Linked DNA regions of Danio rerio: all the other regions are linked to region 2. Evidence: chromatin contacts called from public Hi-C and Micro-C data. All regions are on one chromosome and are shown on one strand. The core of a region is the stretch at or near the end of the contact, and the rest is flanking DNA. Distances in the headings are between cores, read along the strand shown. Region 1 holds the start of dagla (diacylglycerol lipase, alpha). Region 2 holds the start of arih1l (ariadne homolog, ubiquitin-conjugating enzyme E2 binding protein, 1 like). Region 3 holds the start of sdhaf2 (succinate dehydrogenase complex assembly factor 2).

Region 1 (5,025 bases), core at 352-2,851, 130 kb before region 2:
GTGTGGATTTTTTTAGGTGCAAGAACAGGTTTTACCTGACCAGAAATACGCCACAAGATTAGAGGCATTGTAATGCAAATCAAGATGCGTTACGTCAAATTCCTGCACACGTGAACCAAATATCACTGAAGAATCAGATCATGCTCTTATTCAGTGCATTTATATATCATGCAGCTATATTAAATATTATAAAATGCATATTGATTAATCTATTTGTTCCCTGTCTGTCTGATTGTCTGTACGTCCATCCATCCATCCATCTACTACTGTCTGTTTGTCTGTCTGTAGTATCTATCTATCTATCTATCTATCTATCTATCTATCTATCTATCTATCTATCTATCTATCTATCTATCTATCTATCTATCTATCTATCTATCTATCTATCTATCTATCTATCTATCTATCTATCTATCTATCTATCTATCCATCTATCCATCCATCCACCCACCACTTTTTAATTCCATCCATCCATCCCAGTCTGTCTGTTTGTCTGTCTATCTAGTTGTCTATCTATCTGTCTGTCTGTCTGTCTGTCTGTCTGTCTGTCTGTCTGTCTATCTATCTATCCATCTATCTATCTATCTATCTGTCTGTCTGTCTGTCTGTCTATCTACCTACCTACCTACCTACCTGACCGTCCGTCCGTCCGTCCGTCCGTCCATCCATCCACCTATCTATCTATCTATCTATCTATCTATCTATCTATCTATCTATCTATCTATCTATCTATCTATCTATCTATCTATCTATCTATCTATCTATCTATCTGTCTATCTGTCTGTCTGTCTGTCTGTCTGTCTGTCTAATCTATCTGTCTGTCTGTCTGTCTGTCTAATCTATCTATCTATCTATCTATCTATCTATCTATCTATCTATCTATCTATCTATCTATCTATCTATCTATCTATCTATCTATCTATCTATCTATCTGTCTGTCTGTCTGTCTGTCTGTCTGTCTGTCTGTCTGTCTGTCTGTCTGTCTGTCTGTCTGTCTGTCTGTCTATCCATCCATCCATCCATCCATCCATCCATCCATCCATCCATCCATCCACCCACCCACCACTTTCTAATTCCATCCATCCATCCCAGTCTGTCTGTTTGTTTGTCTGTCTATCTAGTTGTCTATCTATCTATCCACCTATCTATCTATCTATCTATCTATCTATCTATCTATCTATCTATCTATCTATCTATCTATCTATCTATCTATCTATCTATCTATCTATCTATCTGTCTGTCTGTCTGTCTGTCTGTCTGTCTGTCTGTCTGTCTGTCTATCTATCTATCTATCTATCTTCTATCTATCTATCTATCTATCTATCTATCTATCTATCTATCTATCTATCTATCTATCTTCTATCTATCTATCTATCTATCTATCTATCTATCTATCTATCTATCTATCCATCCATCCATCCATCCATCCATCCATCCATCCATCCATCCATCCATCTATCTAGTTGTCCATACCTATCTATCTATCTTACCAAATATAATAAATTCTAAATGTCTTTATTGATTAATTGATTAGGTCTGCTCAAATTGACACACCCTGCTCATTACAAAGACTTAAGAAATTCAGGAAATGACGTCGCTCCACGCCCAGCACTCTGTGTTTCGGAGTCTCCTCTGTATTCACTAAGCTCGTCCCAGCAGTGAGAGCCAGTGGTTCCTAAGCAGCGGAAAATTGCAGCGTCGTACGTTAGTAGCGCAGCGCCTCTAACGGCAACCAATGGATGACGTGAGATACGCCAGGAGCGCAGGCGCGAATCGAAATGCGCGTTCAACCCGCGCAACTGGAATGGAGAATCGCAACGACGTTTCTCATATGGAAAAACGATCGTAGGGAAAGATATACAGCAATCAATCTGACTAGGACCTGCTGCTGCGGCGGACAGTGCGGGATTTGTACTCGTCGTAAGATTTTACCACGCAAAGAGGGAATGTCACGACCGGACATAAGGAATAAATGATATATTCAGGTGTACGTCAACGGTTCTTTGCGGTTTAAATGGGATATGGAGCGGCTGCTGACGCGACGCGCGCTTGGAAAGGCGTAAAAAATATCGGTGACGTTACGGCGGATCGTCAATGAAACTGAAGCTGATCAGTGCCGAATAAAAAACCCATTTCTGGAGCACCGGAGCAGCCCGAATAAAACACGTCCCCGCTCATTCATGTGCGTGTGTCAAAGCAAACGGGACGCCGCATTAGCGGGACTGTTGCTGCTGTTCTGAGACCTGTGGCTGGGTCGGAACCGTGATCTGGGTCGGTTTTTGCGGTTCCTCGTGTGTGTATTTGCGGAGGATGGGAGATATCAGAGAGTCCATGCAGAAGAAGGTCTCGGGAAGACGCGCTCATACTACAGGTGAGTCTGTACGGGCGACCCGAATGACATTTTACCATGGTAACCGCAGTTTCCGCCTCAAAACCGCGTTAGCGTTAGTTGACACAGTTATGTTATCATGCTGACCGAAAAATAGGGTTGGTTTTGTGTTTATTATTGCGATAACTTGGAGTACATTCTGTACTATTCTATTGTTTGTTTGATTTATGCACTTAATGCATTATTTTTGAGGACTAACCAGTTCATTCACACAAAATACTGTTACGTTACGAATGAAAGTGCTTAATAATGCCCTAATGTCACTGTCTGTGAACATGGTAATCATTCTGTACCATGGGATATAACAGAAAATACGTTAAACAGTTACTACTGACAGTACTGAAATACCATTGTTTTATAGTACAAATACCCTGGTGCAGAGATTTACCACAGTGATTTTCAGTAAAGTGCACTGAGTTCCTAAGAATGTCTCTCTGAATATGGTAATTAGTTCGTACCATTGGGGTAGAACAGAAAATACTACTGAACATCACTGACAGCATTGAAGTCATGCAAGTATAATATGTTTTATAGTACAAATACTCTTGTCCTGTCATGGTCTCCTTGAATGCTAGTACTATGGTATTTCTGTATGTTATATCAGGGTATTTCCTTGTTTTCACACTCATACAATGGTACCTCCACGTTACTGGAGGAACGTTGGATTAGTAGTATATTGGTTTTCAAGCTCTGGGATGAGGATCCTCAGGGTTTTGCAAAGGAGTGTTCAGGTGTCTTTGATAATGTTTGGATGAATAGCATGGAAAATTTTAATAAATAATATAACTAAACATAATTAATAAAGGGGAGGGGGGGGGGCTAAAATAAATAATCAAATATTTAATCATTAAATTAAAAGCCCACATTACACATCAGATAAACAAACGAATAAACATTTGATTTAATAATCTGATATTTACTATGATAATAAAACAATAATGCTTTAAACGTTTTAAGTTAAATAAAATAATTATTAATACTTTGATTTAAAAAAATATGCTAAAATAATGTTAAAATGGTGAAAAATTAAATAAAACAAGTGAATATTACAGTACTATAATGAGTTGAAAAAAAGAACTTGTTCAACAAGCTATATATTTTCCCAATAATATTTTAGACTTAAAGATTTTAAAACCTTGCTATAGTACATGAATGTATTAATCAATAATCAAACTGGTTCCACCATAATGGAACATAATGTTGCGTGCAGAAAAAAAGGTTATTTTCAGCAGATTACCAGAGCTTCAGTGATGTTCTTTGAATACGTTTTGAACGCTTGAATTCGTTGAATCAGTATATTGACATTTGCAACTGGTGTTTTGGCAGGAGCTCTGGTAGCTGAACAGCAGTCAAACCTTTTGCATTGTGCATGAATAACAGTGTGCATGAAAGGAGTGTTTTTGCGTTGCTCCAGGCTTGTGAGCACACCCATCATTTCTGACGCATGACCATATGCCAAGAGTACAGTTTGCGGTGAGGTAGATTATTATTTTGTTTTTGGTATTCTTGGTAGTCTGCCTGTCACAAAAGAGTGTCTTTTTTATGACAGAAGTGTTGCCAGTCTTTGTCTACAAAACACACACACACACACAGGTATGCATGGTTTACAGCAGGGGTGTCAAACTCAATTCCTGGAGGGCCGAAGCCCTGCACAGTTTAGTTCCAACCCTGCTCCAACACACTTACCTGTAGGTTTTAAACAAGCCTGAAGGACTCAATTAGTTTAATCAGGTGTGTTTAATTAGGGTTGGAACTAAACTGTGCAGAGCTGCGGCCCTTTTGGAACTGAGTTTGACACCTGTGCTTTAGAGGGACACTCCACAGGCGCAACTTATTATATACTGTAAAAACTGCTTATTATCTGGCCCTACTAGTGTTGTCATGATACTGGAATTTCCAACATCGATATGATATTTTGAAAAATATTAATATTCGATACCATTTTTGATACCATATTTCCATTGTGTCCAAAATAGTATCGAATATTGATATTTTTAGATTCAGATTTTTTAAATTAAATTCATGTGCTGCACATTAAAAGTAGGGCTGCACAATATTTCGTTTCAGCATCGAAATCGCAATGTGCACATCCACAATAGTCACATCGCAAAGATCTGCATTGTTGAGTCTGAATTATAGTTGACCAGGAGCCACAGAATTGTATTTAATCACTGAATTTATATGGAATTTATGCAAAAAACAACTTTTTTGTCCCGTTTCTATATTTCAAAGCAGAAACAAGATTATTTCACTTCCCCCACTGGCAGATATTTGCTTGTTTTAAATAAAAACTCAGAAGTGCTAATAAAAAAAAAATTCTAATAAAAAACTAATTAGCAATTAATCTTAGATTCCGATTAAAACAAAAGTGTTCAAATCTTAATATTATTATTAATTATTAATCTCTTCTGATGAGAAGAGAGAGTGCTGTGCGAGAGAGCAAAGCCAGTATCAATTAGGGCTGCATGATATTGAAAAAAAAAATTATTCTGCGATATACATTGCGATATGAACACAATTTCACTAGATGGGTTGAATAACTGTTTGAAAAGAACTGCTAATTTTATATTGATTGGGATGTTTCTGTAGGGGAGTGCATAGAATATAATAAGCAGTCTATAAGCGTAGATAAATTC
Region 2 (4,482 bases), core at 1,370-3,869:
TTTGCACTCTGGAATTTAAGGTAATGTCTACAATAAATATTGTAACTGAGGGCTTGTTTTCGGGGGGTTAAACAAGGAATGTATAGGAGCACAAGTCATGACTCCCCTTGTCCCCTTGTAATAAAGGGGTGTGTTGCAGACTCAATTTGTCTGTCTGTGCTGGAGACCAGAGGGAAAGCTGTCTTTAAAAGGATGGGGCTCTTATACCATATGTGAAGTGACCTATTCAGGTGAGTGGATTACATGCTAGTCATTGCAAATGCATAAATAGTGGGAAATTTTTACTGGGAAGCACAAATTAAGTGAAACTCAAAAAACGTGGAAAAATATTTGGAATTTTTACAAAAAAAAACTTGATTGAAATGAATACAACACAAGTGGTGTATCACTTCAATCAAGTTTTTTGCAAAATTTTCCTAATATTTAAATCATGAAAAATTAGCTTGATGCAAAAAACATCCTGCTAGTATTCAAGAACAAGTGCTGTGATGTACGTGTTCACTTTGCAGTAAGTGTGAACCCAGCATTAGATTATAGTCTGTAAACAGAAGGTGTAAATCAAATCAACTGTTTTAAAATGCTCTGCCTAGGTCATTAAAACCACTATTTGTTGTTAGATTGTTCTTGAATGTGTGTTTGTGATGGAAATGCTTTTCAGATGTTTTTGTTTAAATGATTGCAGTTTGACTGAGCTACAGTATTGTCAGCATGTTCAAACTGAGCTAATAGTAATTTTGCTCTGTAGTGCAGCAGTAGTGTCCCAGAAGTGTTGTATGAAGCTAACTGTTTGTCTGCCCTTTTGCTTATAGGTGCTTTTTGGGCACCAGTTTGGAGATGGAAGACAGACCAAGTCAAAGAAGCAGAGAAGACACATCAACCAGCAAGTGTGTAAAATTATCAGGAAAATGATTCATGATATATATATATATATATATATATATATATATATATATATATATATATATATATATATATATATATATATATATATATATATATATATATATATATAAATATTTATATATATATATATATTTATATATATATATATATATATATATATGATATATATATGAGAGAGAGAGAGCGCGCACTCTGAAGCACTGCTTTTTATATGTATGCTACATATGATGTCAGATTTTTTTGTTAATATGTTCTTAGGATTTTTTGAGGCTTCACCTTCACCTTTTGAAAGTTTTCTGAAATGTTGACACAGATGTCATTAAGCTGTTAAATAAATCTGTAAAAATGTATGTGTGTTTGTTTTTATTTTGATTTTAGAGTCTTCTCAGATCACCCAAAAATGAAGATTCTGTCATCATTTACGCATTTTCAGGTTGTTTAGACACAAAGGGGAATATTTGATATTTTTATTCCTGTGTTTAACAAAAAAAAAATCATTTTTAACAGAGCTGGAACAACCTGAGGGTGAGTAAATCAATATATAATTTTCATTTTTGTGTGACCTAAATTTGCTTTGAAATTTTACAGCACCAAACTGTAAAATTACAGTAATCCGGGATATAACTGTAACTTTACAGTTAAATCAGGTATTTAAACTGCAACCTACTGCTAAATCACAGTAATCGTTTTTCAAATTCACAGTAAAATACAGTTAATTCTACAAGATAATACTGTGAAATCACACTAACGGACTTTATTATCTACTGTAAAGTTACAATATATGGTTGTAATTTCACAATAATTTAATGTGACAAAACCACAGTAAATTACTGTGAACTACCTCACAATAATTTACTGTGAATTTACATACAGTAATTTACTGTGAAAGTAATGCAATTATTAGCCAGTAATTTACTGTGAATTTAAGGTCAAATTTTTTACAGTGTAGTTTTTTTTAAGCCTATAAACAGTGTATACAATTTATATGCATCACCAGGCAGAACAATCACCTTTAACAATGAAGAAAAACTGCAAAAAACAAACAAAAAAAGAAGAAACAGTTAAACACAGGGGGTATATAAAAAATACATATTGAAAAGGCTAAATTTACTCATTAAACATGGAAAGAACCCCAGACAGTTGAAGTTTTTAGAGCCTTTTTGTTATGAGACAATTGAATCAGTAAAGGTATTGTTTCAATTCGTTCATAAAAACCACAAACATTGGTCTGGAGTTAGAGAATTTTGACTTATGAGTGTGAAATTTAGCTTGAAGCTAAATTAAGTTCACCACATACAACTGTTTACTTTTAGGTTGTTCATAATCAGTAAAGCCCAATACTAGGCTACATCTTTCCAATACAAAGTACATTCATTCTAAATTTGATTCGAATAAAATTCAAGACATTTTTTCAAAATATTTTTGTAAATGGACAGTACCAAAAAAGATGAACAACAGTTTCAAAACAATCATCACAAAAGGAACAGTCGGAGGAGATTTTATTTTTTGCACATAATGACTAGCCGGATTGAATTTATGAATATTTTTATGAGAAATCTCTTTTACTTTATTTGTTAGAAAACAACTATGAGGAAGCATCCATAGCTTTGTCTTATTATGAAGCATGGATATTCTGTAGTGAGTGAGTGACGCAGCAGTGACGCGGCGCGTCTCTAATAAGGATCCGCTCAGTCAGTAAAGCGCAGGTCAAACACACCACAACACACAGACTCACTCACTCCCTGACACTTTATATCATTCGCCCCGCCATGGACTCGGACGAGGGCTACAATTATGAGTTTGATGATGAAGAGGAGGAGGAAGAAGAGGAGGAGGAGTGCAGCGTGGACAGCGGAGAAGAGGAGGCCGTGGATGACTCGCTGGAGCTGGGCGAGGTGGAGCTGCTGGACCCCGCGGTGGCCGGAGGAGAGCCCGACGACTGCGCGGATACCGGCGGCGGCGGCGGCCCAGGGCCCGGACAGGAGGATGAGGACTACCGCTTCGAGGTGTTGACCACCGAGCAGATCCTCCAGCACATGGTGGAGTGCATCAGGGATGTCAACGAGGTCATACAGGTAGACAATGAGCCTGTTTACCAGGGGTTTTCCGAGAGTTTCGAAGTTTGTTTATATGGGGCTGTTAGCATTAGCGGCTAACTGATCTGACAGTACGAGAGGCCTATTTATACAAAATTAAGCGTTCGTGTGTGTAGTTTTAGTACTTGTGAGGTTTTATGGAGTGTTTTTATGCTTGCATTCTGACTGTCTTGTGTTTTTGTGGTATTTTTAGAGATTTAGGGTGCTTTTTGGTGAGCTAAGTTTTGCTAGCGTGACCCAGTTTGTTAAGTCTGAACTTTAGTTAGTTGACAGCTATTAAAGATAACGTTTAATCGTATTTTGTTTCTTTGATTGTAACGTTATATAAATGTATTGTTTATTAGGAGTTACCAGCGGGTTTCCTAGTTTGTTTATATTGTGCTGTTAGCATTAGCGGCTAACTGATTGACTACAGGCCGAATTATGCGAATTTTAACGTGCTTGTGTGTAGTCTTCATCTCCGTAAGGTTGTACTGTGTTTCATAAAAGTGTATTTATGCTTACTTTCTAGTGTCTAGTGTTTTTATGGTATTTCTGGAGAATTAAAGAGATTCTTTGGAGAGCTGGGGTTAGCTAGTTTTGCTAGCGTGACCTAGTTTTCTGAACTTTAGTTGACAGCTCTTAATGATAATGGTCAAACGTATCGTGTTTCTTTGATGGTATTAAAATGTGTGGTGGATCAGATTGTAGTGCGTTTATGTTAGATTTTATTTTATGTTAGATTGTAGTGTGTTTATGTTAGCTTGACCTAGTTAGCTGAGGCTAAACTTAAGTTGACAGCTCTTAAGGATAACATCTAAACACATTGTGGTTCCTTAATACTAGGGATGGGTATCGTAAAGGTTTTAAAGACATTACTACTTTCATCGATACCACTTATCGGGTTGGTACTTTAACGGTTCTTCTACTGGTACTTTTTGTAGTGTTTTTTTTTATGAAAACAAACATCAAATTAAACATAATTAACAACACTTCATTTTATTATCACGTTTTTAATGTAAAATAAAATGAAACCAATAATAGTAAAACAAATATTTTTTTTCTGTAAAATAATGTACAATGGTTTAAAGAAAAATTGCTCTGTTTTTAACAAATCCTCTGGATAAAAATCAACATGTTTGCCTTTTCTGGCAGCAGTCGGGATCTTCCCATTATTCCCAATCACTTTGAATGGGTGGCGTCAGGTGTTGCCGAACAGCATTGTGGATTCGTCAGTGCCGCTTCAGTGGCGTTCAGATCGCTTAATGCAAATACACCAGCTCAGACAATAGCCAATTGCTGACTAATTTCATTGGCCGACGCTGCTATGACTATCGCGTCAGCCCCAACTTCAGACACGCCCTCTGTCAAGAAGCCCCGTGTGGATGGGGCGTTATACTCGTCGGAAACACAAGTATTTCTCATGTGAGATTCCCAACTGTGCAGACGAATATCAAATATTGCAAATTAGAAAAGATTGGCCAGTTAATTTACGCAACTGTAA
Region 3 (5,026 bases), core at 1,135-3,634, 150 kb before region 2:
TTGTTTTGTTTGTCGAGTGAACTATCTATTCAAAGACAGAATTAATTTATTTTTGAGTGAACGATGTCTTTAATGCCAATTTACATTGATTTTTAAATTAAATATCCCTTTACTGAGTGAACTATCCCTTTAATTACATAATTTTCCATCATTTTGAGGTGAACCATCCCTTTAATGACAGAATTTATACATTTTTGAGCGAACTGTCCCTTTAAAGACAGAATGTTCATTCATTTTTGTGTTAATTATCCCTTTAATGACATAATTTATTAATTTTTGAGTAAATTGTCCCTTTACAGACAGAATTTTCATTTATTTTTGAGTGAACTATCCCTTTAAAGACGATGTTCATTCATTTTTGTGTTAATTATCCCGTTAATGACAGAATTAATTTATTTTTTAGTGAATTGTCCCTTTAATGACAGAATTGACAATTTAATGACATTAATATTTGTGAGCTTTCTCTTTTATTTTTAAAGTTCATTCACTTTAACTGCAGGTGTAATCGAGGCTGTGTTGTGGTGTGTTGTGTCAGCCTGACCTGAGCAGGATGCAGTTCTCCAGCATGCCTCTCTTGCGGCTCTCGTACAGCAGTCTCTTCCTCTTGATGTCCAGAGCTTCTCCTGCTCTCTCCTGCCAAGGCGGCAACGGGATCTCAAGGATGGTCGGTTCTGGAGCATCGCCACGGTAACCTCGATAAACCACTGGACACACAGTGGGACGCAGAGATGCCCGACACACAGAACAAACAACCTGAGAATACAACACATATTAGACAACCATGAAAATCTGTTTGCTCCTGTCAACATAAACAATAATAAACACCAATAAATGTAGGATTCATCTGACATAAGCATAAAAGAAACCATCCTTTTGAACTCTCAGTGTGTATACTATTTTACACAGCATTATGAATGAAACACTTGTTTGTTTTTAGCACCATAATCACCTTCTGTGATTATTTTCAGGGCAAGAAAATTGTGTTTTTTTTATAATTAGTTTTTCTAATCAACTATAACTTATTAATAATGGCATAGTTAGGGCAGCACGGTTGCGCAGTGGGAAGCACGATCACCTCACAGCAAGAAGATTGCTGGTTCGAGCCTCAGCTAGATCAGTTGGTGTTTCTGTGTGGAGTTTGCATGTTCTCCCCGTATTGGCGTGGGTTTCCTCTGGGTGCTCCGGTTTCCCTCACAAGTCCAAAGACATGCACTATAGGTTAATTGGGTAAGCTAAATTGTCTGTAGTGTGTGTGTGTGTATGGATGTTTTACAGTGATGGGTTGCAGCTAGAAGGGCATCCTCTGCCTGAAACATATGCTGGATAAGTAGGTGGTTCATTCCGCTGTGGCGACCCCAGATTAATAAAGGGACTAAGCCGGGAAAAAAAATGAATTAATGATGGCATAATAATTGTGTTTTATCATAAAACCCAATCCCTTATATACAAAATCCTTATATATTTTAAATAATACTGAATCAAAATATAGGAAAAAATTATTTTCACTTGTTAATACTTACGTAAACATGGATATTATTTTTGGAAATCATAAACTTATGTATTTGCTGCAACGCATTTAATTTAAGTGGTGTATAAGCTTTTTAATACTATTATTATAATTTCATATTTTTTTATTTAGCTTATTTTAATCTGTTTCTGTTTTTTAATCAGATTTTACCTATTCATATAATTTACTATTCATATAATTTCCTATTCATGTAATTTACAATAAAGTGAATGCATTTTTATTTAATTCTATAATTCACTATGTAAACAACTTAACATGTTTACAAATGTTACTTTATATTTTCAGTTCTTGTTTTAAATGTTATGTATAAAACATTTTGATTATTAACAATGTTTTTGACAATTATGAATGCAGTAACTTGAGGAGGGGGAAGGAGTTTGCCACTTTCATAGTGTTTTGTCACAAGCTATTACAAAAGCGTGTATATATATATATAAAACAACATTATTTTTACAATAAAACCTTATAAGAAGAGGAGACAACAAAAATTTTAATCTGATGTTGATCTGATACACCATTAATACAACCTGTAGTTTTAGGTTTATAATTTCCATTTTAATATATTTAAATGTATATATGTTTTATACATTTTAATAGTTGCTTTAAATAGCTTTAAAGGTAATACCCTTATGCAGAATGACGATGATCTCTCTATATTCAGACACGTGAGGTCAAATAACATCTTTAAAATTCTGTCGCCACAAAATGAACACAAAGCACAAAAACATAACGTTACCTTTCTAGCGATATTTGCTGAAAACATGTTATCGTGTCGTTTCTTCCCTGCTTTAAGGCTTTAATAATCAGGTGTTTCCCTGTCTATTGCCTTTTCATTTTGAAGGAGAGTTTATGCAACTGTTTCGCAACGAGAGCCGGAAGCGCAGCCATGTTGGTAAGGTCAATATCATCTTCTTATTTGAAGGTTATTTGAATGTTGCTTTAAATATATTTTAATGTCGTGTGTTTTAACCTTTGATGTTTTTTTTTCTTCCAGACTGGCACGTGTAAGTTTAACAAAGATGAAATGACTAAACGTCGACATTTGTTTCCGTGGGAATGTATTTCTGTGAGCACTTATAAAACGGAAGCACACTCATTAATTTTTAAAGCAACAGTTACTGATTATCCGTCGAATTTCCATTTATTTCGCGTTTGCTAAAACAAAATTAAGCTCAAAATCTGTTTAATATCTTAATAACTAAAATTATATTCCAAAGCCTAAAAGTAATGCATTAATTCCTTACAGTTTAAATTGTATTAATGTATATGTAATGTAACTTAAATGAAATGTATTCCAAATAGAAATGACACTGGTTACAAAAATATTAATGGGGTGAAATTTGTTTCATCAAAATTATATAGAAATTTCATCTGTTTTATTACTGATTTAATTAGTTTCTGCTTTGGTCTGTTTCTGTAAGTAACGTTTACTTGTTGACATTACTTAAGTACAAAATAAATATGAATTTAATGTTCAAATATGTCATTATAACTACAATATGATGTTTAACTGATCCATTTTGCTTTAAATTGTAATTATAGCACTATAGATTAATAATTATAGAACAGTAATTACTTGTTATTATGAATGTATTTTTTAAGCTTTAGTATTATTACTAATTAGGTTTAAACTTATTTTGTGTATGTGTGTGAGACTAGTCTAGGGCTTTAACAAACATATTTTAGGTAGCTGTTTGGTTAATTTTAACTTTGTTTCAATTAAAAATGTGCTTTTTAAATAAAGTGTTTCTAAATGATTCAGTAGTATTGAACAAACTATCTGAACGACCGACTTAATGAATCACTCGTTTACTTGTTGACATCTCTCAAGTACAAAATAAATATGGATTTATTGTTCAAATGTGTTATCAACCACACTTCGGTATTTAATAGATCCATTTTTGCTTTAAATGATTATTATAATACAATAGCTTTATAATAATAGCACAGTAATTATCTGTTGTTTATTCATTTTTATGAATGTTCATAATTCATAAGCTTTAATAGTACGCTTTAGGTTTAAACTTCTGTGTGTGTTGTTATATCTTAGGTAGTTGTTTGGTTAGTTTTACATCTAATGTTTATAATTCAATTAAAAATGTGCTCTTTGAACAAAGAGAGTCAGTGTTTCTAAATGATTCAGTTGTTTTGAACTTCAATGAATCACTCATTCAGACAAAGAGTTATTCTCTGTTTATGAGACATTTGACAGGTGAAAAAAAAACAAGCAGAAGATACATTTCAATCTTTATTTAACAAAACCCTAATAAACAAAAATTCAACATCACAAGTGTGTTTCTTCAGATTTGGTCTAATATCCATGTCAGAACTCATGTCTGTATCTTTGAACAGGATCAAGTCTTTGAAAATATGAGGAGAGGCTGAGCGGGATTTTCATCTTCAAATGGCGAGGACGCTCCTCATTTCTCCAGCGGAGCATAATTCAACAACTTCTCAATTAGATCCACATGGGACAGAAGCATTCGGCGGCAGCAGTATCTCTTCAAACCCAGAGCATCAAGAGCGTCACTGTGAACAAAAAAAGTAAGATTTAGAGCAATGCTAATGCCATCACATGAAGAGTAAAGGCTTGCACACACCAGGACGCTTTTTACTCTCTCTTATTAATCAACGTTTTCCAATAAATTTTTCAGCGTTCAAACTGGGGCCTGTTTCAGTAAGGAGGTTCAAACAACTCGGAGTTTAAACTTGAACTCTGAGTTGATTTACCGAGAGATTAAAAACTCTGAGTTTTCGGTTTCAGAACAGCTGATCTGAGTTGGGTCAATCAACTTTGAGTAGACCAACTCAGAGTAAAGCGCGCGCACCGTGAGACATTATCAATGGAGCGCAGATATTACGAGTGACCATGGCAACATCTTAAAAAAAGAGATCAGCATTTCTTTCTCCAGCTGAACTTGATGTGCTCATGCAAAGTTATAGCAAATATGAGTGTATATATTTAAAATGAAGCAACCATCAGTGAAACAGAAACAGCGTGGGAAAACAGCTGCTCAAGTTAATGAGTAATTCTTAATTTTAAGTATTTAAACATTTTAAGTATAATAAAATAAGTAATGTAATGTGTGACGTTTATACTTTTTTCTAAACTTTTATACACTTTTATCAGTTTTAATAGATTTAACAGCGCACTTGTTATATGTCTGCCTTTTTATTGATCAAGTGATAGAGGTTGATATAACATTAAGAAGGTAAGCAGTAATAAAATAATTTAAACAGAATAATAATCCCATTAATCTAGTAACAGTGCCTGTCAAAGGTTAAGCTAATTATTTATGAAAAAAAGGACAAGCCTCGTACGTGACTTTGTTCTGTGTGTGCAAAAATGTAGGCAATAGCTGTGTTTTCATCAAAATATAGGCTATTACATAAATTTGTGCAAAACTGGAATAACGCCTAAAAATAAAGCAGCGTTTTTATCCAAAGAGTCGAAGAGAACACAATCGTCACTTCCTGATTAACTTGCGCCAAATATCA

What was found. Hi-C and Micro-C count contacts between places; a contact is called where the count stands out from the background.
Region 1: a contact with region 2 is called in a Hi-C map of an unstated tissue, with 2.5 times the contacts expected there. The contact joins the promoter of dagla here to the promoter of arih1l in region 2. A contact is called at or near these places in 2 of 18 Hi-C or Micro-C datasets (hematopoietic stem cells and an unstated tissue).
Region 3: a contact with region 2 is called in a Micro-C map of caudal fin, with 9 times the contacts expected there. The contact joins the promoter of sdhaf2 here to the promoter of arih1l in region 2. A contact is called at or near these places in 2 of 18 Hi-C or Micro-C datasets (caudal fin and hematopoietic stem cells).

Annotation. Positions count from the first base shown.
Region 1 is chr7:13,354,114-13,359,138 of GRCz12tu, forward strand. dagla (diacylglycerol lipase, alpha) reads left to right here and starts at 1,602. Exons shown (of 20, transcript XM_021477715.3): 1 at 1,602-2,371. The region is part of intron 11 of slc25a22b (solute carrier family 25 member 22b); the gene reads left to right. All of the region lies in intron 1 of si:ch73-119p20.1 (a long non-coding RNA gene), which reads right to left.
Region 2 is chr7:13,481,972-13,486,453 of GRCz12tu, forward strand. It overlaps arih1l (ariadne homolog, ubiquitin-conjugating enzyme E2 binding protein, 1 like), which reads left to right and starts at 2,620. Exons shown (of 14, transcript NM_212923.1): 1 at 2,620-2,978. The coding sequence starts at 2,673.
Region 3 is chr7:13,333,062-13,338,087 of GRCz12tu, forward strand. sdhaf2 (succinate dehydrogenase complex assembly factor 2) reads right to left here and starts at 2,385. Exons shown (of 4, transcript NM_001082864.1): 1 at 2,265-2,385; 2 at 542-753. The coding sequence starts at 2,291. The region is part of intron 11 of slc25a22b (solute carrier family 25 member 22b); the gene reads left to right. It overlaps polr2l (RNA polymerase II, I and III subunit L), which reads right to left. Exons shown (of 3, transcript NM_001159825.3): 3 at 3,711-4,057. The coding sequence ends at 3,949.